Regions from separate parts of the Mus musculus genome. Here region 1 is linked to region 2. A link is a contact called in public promoter capture Hi-C data. All regions are on one chromosome and are shown on one strand. The core of a region is the stretch at or near the end of the contact, and the rest is flanking DNA. Distances in the headings are between cores, read along the strand shown.

Evidence for each region. Promoter capture Hi-C pulls out the DNA fragments that hold promoters and counts their contacts.
Region 1: a promoter capture Hi-C map of pre-B cells shows a contact between it and region 2, with 3 times the contacts expected there. The contact joins the promoter of Pias3 here to the promoter of Pip5k1a in region 2. A contact is called at or near these places in 1 of 39 promoter capture datasets (pre-B cells), 1 of 115 datasets of contacts at active chromatin or transcription factors (large pre-B cells) and 2 of 9 other capture datasets (adipose tissue and liver).

What each region holds. Positions count from the first base shown.
Region 1 is chr3:96,695,715-96,699,416 of GRCm38.p6, reverse strand. Pias3 (protein inhibitor of activated STAT 3) reads right to left here and starts at 2,341. Exons shown (of 14, transcript NM_001165949.1): 1 at 2,222-2,341. The coding sequence starts at 2,245.
Region 2 is chr3:95,105,290-95,108,789 of GRCm38.p6, reverse strand. Pip5k1a (phosphatidylinositol-4-phosphate 5-kinase, type 1 alpha) reads left to right here and starts at 1,860. Exons shown (of 15, transcript NM_008847.3): 1 at 1,860-2,414. The coding sequence starts at 2,339.

The DNA of each region.
Region 1 (3,702 bases), core at 1,092-3,591, 1.6 Mb before region 2:
CGGGGAAGAGCACAGAAACGATCCGGCTTCAAAAGGGCCTGTCCTGCTGGTGACATGGAAGCTGAGCTACTGGGCGGCAGTGCCGCTCCTCTCGGTCCCCAGTGTTGAAAAGTGCTCTAAAGCTAGTGTACCACCTCTGAGTACCTCTGACCTGACAAGCTGAACCCACAAGCACCACCTAGCCCCCATCCCTACCCCTAATCCAGAGATTCCCTTAAGCTGATTATTGTCTCTCAGGGCTCAGACTCTCAGAGCCCTAGCCTCCTGGGAAAAAGATAGGACACAAGGAAGGAGAGGATTCAGGGCAGACAGCCCATGAGAGAGTGGCCAGGTGACAAGAGGATTGTATCCCACGGCCACCTCCCTATCACCTGATCCATCCTGTTCTCCCCGTGCTTCTGAATTGAAACTTTTTAAAGTCAGGGCTTTAAGCCAGAGTTCAACACTCCATCATCATCATCATCACCACCATCATCATCATCATCCACACCTTTTCATTGCCTACATGCCCATACTCCTTTAGTCTTGTTTACTAGAAGATAGCTACCAAAATGTGTAGGGGAGAAGTCCCCAAGTCTCAGTAATTGGCCAGACTTACTCCATCTGTCAGTGATCGCTAATTTCTCTGCCAGTGAAATGAGCCAATTCAAGCCAAATTAGATTAGATTAAAGGTAAATTTGCCGGGCGTGGTGGCGCACGCCTTTAATCCCAGCACTCGGAAGGCAGAGGTAGGCGGATTTCTGGGTTCCAGGCTAGCCTGGTCTACAAAGTGAGTTCCAGGACAGCCAAGGCTACACAGAGAAACCCTGTCTCGAAAAAAACAAAAAAACAAAAAAAAACAAAAACAAAAAAAAAGTTAAGTTTATTAGGAAGCTGTCCTAAGGGAATCGCCATAGGGTGGAGGAAAGGGGGGGGGAACGCACAAAATGTCTGGATTATATAGGGAAGAACCTTGGGGGAAGGGCAGCCCAGCCCCTGGGCTGGAAAGTTTAGGGTTGAGGCCTTAGAATGCCAGGTAGGGACTGAGGGATGCTGGGAGAACCTGGAGGCCAGGGCTGCTTTGAGATGTAAAATATGCACCTCAGCCCCCTTGTCCTGGGGTCTGAAACCAAACAGTCCAGAACTACCATCTTCCTTCTTTCTCTCATACATGGTATATTCATAGATAGCCACCAGGGTGGGAACCAAGGCAAACTTCTCAACAGAGACCCCAAGAGAATGAGAATGGGGTCTGTGAACCAAAGCACAGAAGTCAGCTCTTAAACGTGGATGGCCCAATGGCTAGAACTCAGGCTTACTCGGGACAAGGATGGGGCGAAGCCAGAAGATGGGGGAATGAAGGTCTAAGGTTCTGTAGGATATCTTCTGGTGTGGTTCCTTGGAGACTGTGTTGTGGTGGGGCAAGATCTCTCTCCTTCTAGGGCTCCCTTCTGTGAATGTCTAGAAGACCTAGTCACGGGTGGACCATTAGCTCTCCCAAGTTCTTTTCCTCCTGGTCTCCTTTTCAGGAATGTGATGAAAACCTTGTCCTTCTCTCTACCTTTCCATCCTTGGCTCCTCCTACTTGTTTTTATTTCTCCACTGGCTCAATAACTTTTTTTCTATCCAGTGGTTCACACTTCTCTACCTCTCCAACCACAGGACCTCATTAGGACAGTTCCTTACTCTAAGCCTCCAGGATGCTCCTGCCTCATCTCTTAAGGTACGCTCCTGTACAGCCCCGCCCCCTTACGTCTCAGCCCCCCTATCGGTACTGCCCAAGGCTCGGATGCCCACAGCAGCCCCAAGCCTAAGCTTCAGGTCCCCGGGAGCTTGATAACATCTGGTCCTCGGGTCCCATCCCTACGGCTCCCCCTCACTGTCACACCTCTTGGCCTGATGGACTCACCCCTACGCCTCTAGAGGAGCTTTCCCTCGCCCGCCTGTACCCTGCAACTACCTACTACTAAAAGCGGCTACGGCCCCGCGTCCCCGCCCCTTGTGCCTCGGCCCTCCGGGGCGACAATTCCCCCCTCCGCCCCACCCCTGCATCTGCCCTGCGGCCCCGCCCCCGGGGCGCCACCGCAGCCCCTTTTCGCGGCCGCTGCCCGCGCATCCCTGTAGCCAGTCCCTGCCACGTCGCCCGCACCCACCCCATCCCGCTGCGCCCAGCCTGGTCGCCTCCCCGCCTCAGCGGGCAGCCGAGCGAGTCCTGCTGGGGCTGGGGGAGGGGGCCGGTACCTTTAACTCGCCCAGCTCCGCCATCTTGAGACATCGCAGGCGCCCCAGCCCGAGCCGGAGCTCAGGCCCAGGGACCGGCGCAAACTCTCCGCCCCAGCGCCGGCCGCAAAGGCCGCCTGCTCCGCCCCGTCCGGCCCCCTACACCTCCCCTTCCCGGCCCCGCCCGCCGGGCTCCGGACCGCCGCCGGCCTCGCCCCTTCTCCTGCAGCCGGATGGCCGGGGCAAGTCTCCCGGCGGCGGGAGACACGGTGGCCCCGCAGGGAGTGTGCAGCCCGGGGATCTCGGGGCCCTGCGGGTAACGACGAGAAGGCGGACCCGAAGGGATGGGCTTTTAGGCAGCCAAGGATACTTGAAAGATGGAGGGAAAGTATCCGGAACTGCCGGAGCTCCGAGGGATGGGGGAGGGGCGGCGAAGTTGGAGCCCCTGTCCCCCGGAGATCTCCGCCGCAAGTTTAGTTAGCGAAATCCCAGAGTCCCGCCAACTCTGAAAGTGATGCTCTCCTGTCCTTTTTGGGGGAAGTTGGGGACTTGCGAACTGTTGGAGACGGCTGTTCCGAATTCTTCACCTCCCCCGAACACAGCAATTACAAGCTTAGGTCCTGCTAGCGCCATACGACTCAAGGCTTGACAGGCAACAAAGTTGGGTGCGGAAAGCAGGACTTACCCGCAGAGTTGCGGGGGTGAGCCCCGGTGCAGAAAGGGCTCGCGCAGCTCCGGCAGTCTGCTGCACGGCTGGAGTTCAGTCGGGCAGCTGGACGCTGCAGCCGCAGCACCGCCCGGGCCTGAGCTCCGCCCGGCCAAGCGTTGCTGCTGGGGCCGCCCCCTCCAGGGTAAGCCCGCCAGGACCTCGGAGAGGGGAGAGGGGCGGAGCCCAGGAGCCGGGCGGGAGTTATTAACTCCTCTGAGCGCTGAGGAGAGAAGAGATTCTGGGCATTCAAAGTTTGAGTAGTCCTTTGATCCCTTGCGGGAGGGAGTGTAGAGCCTGGACTGGGCTGGACTGGGACTATGTGCATTGGGACTCTGGTTGTTTAGAAAGGTTATAGGATGAGATCTCCATCTATCTGGGGGAAAACCTGGGCTACAAATGGAAAATAAGCAGCCCAATCCCTACAGATAACCCTCTATCTCCCAACCTCCAAATATGCTTTCAGTAACTAGGGATCCCACAGTTGGTGAACACAAGGAGATACAGGTACAGAAGACACACTTCTGCCCCTCTTTAAAGTGCCTACTTCCTCCTCCAAAGCTTTGGACCCTCCAAAGGGCCCTGTTTCAACCAAGTTGGTCACTTAACCTGACGATTTGAGTAGTTCATTTCTTTGTTTGTTTGTTTGTTTGTTTGTTTTTCGAGACAGGGTTTCTCTGTGTAGCCCTGGCTGTCCTGGAACTCACTCTGTAGACCAGGCTGGTCTCGAACTCAGAAATCCACCTATCTCTGCCTCCCGAGTGCTGGGATTAAAGGCATGAGCCACCACTGCCTG
Region 2 (3,500 bases), core at 611-3,110:
ATGAGGGAGTTACACACATAAGCGGATAACACAAGGTGGGGCTGTGACAGTGGCCATTTCCTGGGCGATGTAGAGACAAAGGCCCCTAGGAAGCTTAAGATGTTTTTTTTTTTTAATTTTTCTTTCAGAACTGAAATACAAACTATAGGGAGATAATTCTGTTTTTAACTGCCTTATGCATTTAGGTCCTTTTTGCCTACTTACAATTTCAGAGTCTGAAATAGCTTTAATCTCTACCTCAATTGATTTTTAGAGCACCTTAGGAAATAGAATCAACTGAGTTTACACTTAACTCAAGTGTTTGTTAACTTGTGCAAGAGGAGGGCAGAGGAAAACTTGAATGGATCAATTCTCTTATCCCATCTCATGGACCTAGGCATAGTTTGGTGCCTTTATCTGATGAGTGGTCTTAACAGTTCCCAGGTGACTGAATGCCTTTTCTGGAAATATAGACAATTTATTCAACAGTATTTACTAAGTATCTGTGAGACACAACTTCACCTGTGAGTGAATAGCACTGTCTGACACCAGTAACAGCAGGGCGAAGGTTTCAGGTACAGTACAACATACAATACTTCAGTGCTACCGAGTCAAAATGCTGTTGAATTAGTGATGCTAATTCTATCAAATGAAGTTTGTCAATCTTTAGTACCCAAGGGAGCACAAAGAATCCAGCAGATGGCAGTAAGGAAACAAATATTTTAGGTCTTGAAGGCAGAGGAAGAAATCTGAGGTTAAGGAATGGGAGATATTTGATGGATACTCTGGCCCTGGGTTCCCTTTGGAGGAACATCTGGATAGGTGTCCAGGCCACTTTAGAACCAATAAGCTGGAGGTTTTTTCCCATGCCTTTTATTTATTCATTTCACAAATAATTATTGAGTGATTACCTTGTACAAAAATGTGACAGGAGGTGGACATAGAACTTTAGCACACAGTCTTTGCTTTTCAGAAGCGCTTGTTCAAAAAGGCCTTCCCTAGGCTTCCCATAATATTCACAGCTGCTAGGGTTCTTTGTAAAAACTGGGCAGAGGGCTGGTGAGATGGCTCAGTGGGTAAGAGCACCCGACTGCTCTTCCGAAGATCCAGAGTTCAAATCCCAGCAACCACATGGTGGCTCACAACCATCCCTAATGAAATCTGATGCCCTCTTCTGGAGTGTCTGAAGACAGCTACAGTGTACTTACATATAATCAATAAATAAATCTTTAAAAAAAAAAAAAAAAAACTGGGCAGAGTTCATATGACAACTAGGCTAGAGTAGAATCCCTCTGTATTTCTATGCCCTTTGGAGTATAGATAATTAGCAACTGAATGCTAAGGAGGACTTTGGATAGGGGGAGGTTATTTGATAGTCTGTAGTCTTTTTTTTATCAGGTCTTTTAAACTTTGTTTTTATGTATTTTTCTTACTTTTCTTCTTATATTGTTGACAAATCCTCATTGCCTTATTTATCAAATATTTACATTTAATGAACTCTGTCGCTGTGTCTAGCACTGTTTGAAGTAAACAAAACATCTATTTTTATGTCTTTAGAAGGAAGATCCCACAAGCCGACACCTTAAACAGTAAAGGCTGGAAGAATTCTTGATGGTTGTGATGTTTTGTAGTGCACAAGAGCTTAACATTTCGGACTTGACACAGAGCTGCGTTCCGAATTCTTTCCAGGACTGTCATTTGAGGAGCTCAGTCCATCTCGGTCCAGCTGATTCTTAACAAGAGTTCTTAGCAACCCGATCAAAGATACGAACCTATATTGGCCTACTGAGCCACCGTAGACTCACGGTCTACGGTCGGTGGATTCCTTGGGGTGTGGCATCATCTGTCACGTGATCCGAAGTCCCCTCTGATTGGCTTCTCTTTTCTCCGGCTAGATAGACGAACGCCGAGAAGCTGTGGCGCATGCGCAATACCGGGGTTTCCTTGGCCGCCCACCCTGAGCCGAGCGGTGGAGTTGGGGATAAACAGGCAGTGGCTGGGGAGGTGAGGGAGGGGGGGCATTCGCTTTTGGGGGCACCTCAGGTGCCTAGGTTTTCCTTTAGGTTTGTTCTATCCGAGACGCGGGACTCCCGGGGCCCGGCTCAAGTGTTCCTGTCTGGTAAGAGAAGGTAGCTTTGGCGGAGAGCAGTTCAAGTTGCTAGGAAGGTGCGAGACTGCAGCTCTCCCCCATGCCGGGCAAGTGGTGCGGTCCTGAGCTTGTCCTGGAGCCTGAACAACGCCTGTGAGAAGCCCGCCGAACGCGGGTTCTGTGAAGAGACGTGGGGAAGATTCGATTCCGAGAAAAGGAAAAGCCGGATTGAAAGGGAGCGAAGCCGCTGAGGGGGAGGGGGCTGCCAAGATGGCGTCCGCCTCCTCAGGGCCAGCGGCGGCCGGGTTTTCATCCCTTGATGCCGGGGCCCCTGCTGGTACCGCAGGTGAGTCGGGTGGGACGCGGGCAGCCGACTGAGGAGGACTGTGAGATGGGAACAAGACCGAGTCCTGGGAGGGGACCTGTGGTTGAGGATGTCCGAGGGGTTGCCCCTAAGGGAGGACAGGACCGGACTTTGAAGTAGACAATTCTATTACTAGAGGAGTCTGGGGGAAAGGATGGATGTCGCTGAGAAAAAGGGAAGCTGACGAAAACTCACACAGTGTCTCAGAGGCGACTGCGTTGAGAACTTTGAGGAGGAAGGATGGAGACTGAAGGTTGGGGGTTAAGAGAGAAACGACAACAGGAGTGGAGAAACGAATCAGTGGAGACTGAGGATACAGCTTAGTAGTGGAGATCTCGTCTAGCATGCATCAGGATCTGGGCTTAATAAGACAAAATAACGTAAACGGAGTATTGGTAGATAAAGGTGTAAGGTAGATACCAAAGTGATTGTGAAATTAATAGATCAAAATGTTGAGGGGATTATGGAACTTAAAAGTAATGGAGAGTCATGGGAATTGTGGATTTTATTGGGAGTAAGTTCCTGGAGTGGCTTTCCGCTCAGACTCCCTCCCCCACCCCCCGCCCGCCCCCCTCCCAGTGCGTCATTCCTCCTCTCATCTCTTGTCAGCAGCAGCCAGCCACATGCTTACTTTCTCACATTAACTCTTTAGGGGATTCCTATCTTTAGGTTGTACAACTGTGGAAAGGAATGAGGAGTTGTGTTGTTTTGTATTTTGATACAGGCACTTCTTATGCCTTCCTGACTGGCCTTAGTGCTGGGATCATGGGAGCTTACTATAGTCAGCACAGAGGGAAACATTGGAAACATCTAAAGGATGAGGAGGGAGGTCAAGGTCAAAACACCCTAAAAGAAGGAGGGTAAATGAAATGAAGCCTTGACTTGTAGAAGAGTCGGGGTTAGGCCTGTGGTTAGGCTTCATAAAGATGGGGAGGGGTGTGTGCGACTTGAGAGCTATGGGAGGATGTTGCATAATAGGATAGGGACTGGAGGAATGCCTAGGATGATGTATGAAGAAATCGTAAGGAACTGGGCAATATGGAGAGGTCAGAGTAGTTAGAGATTAGT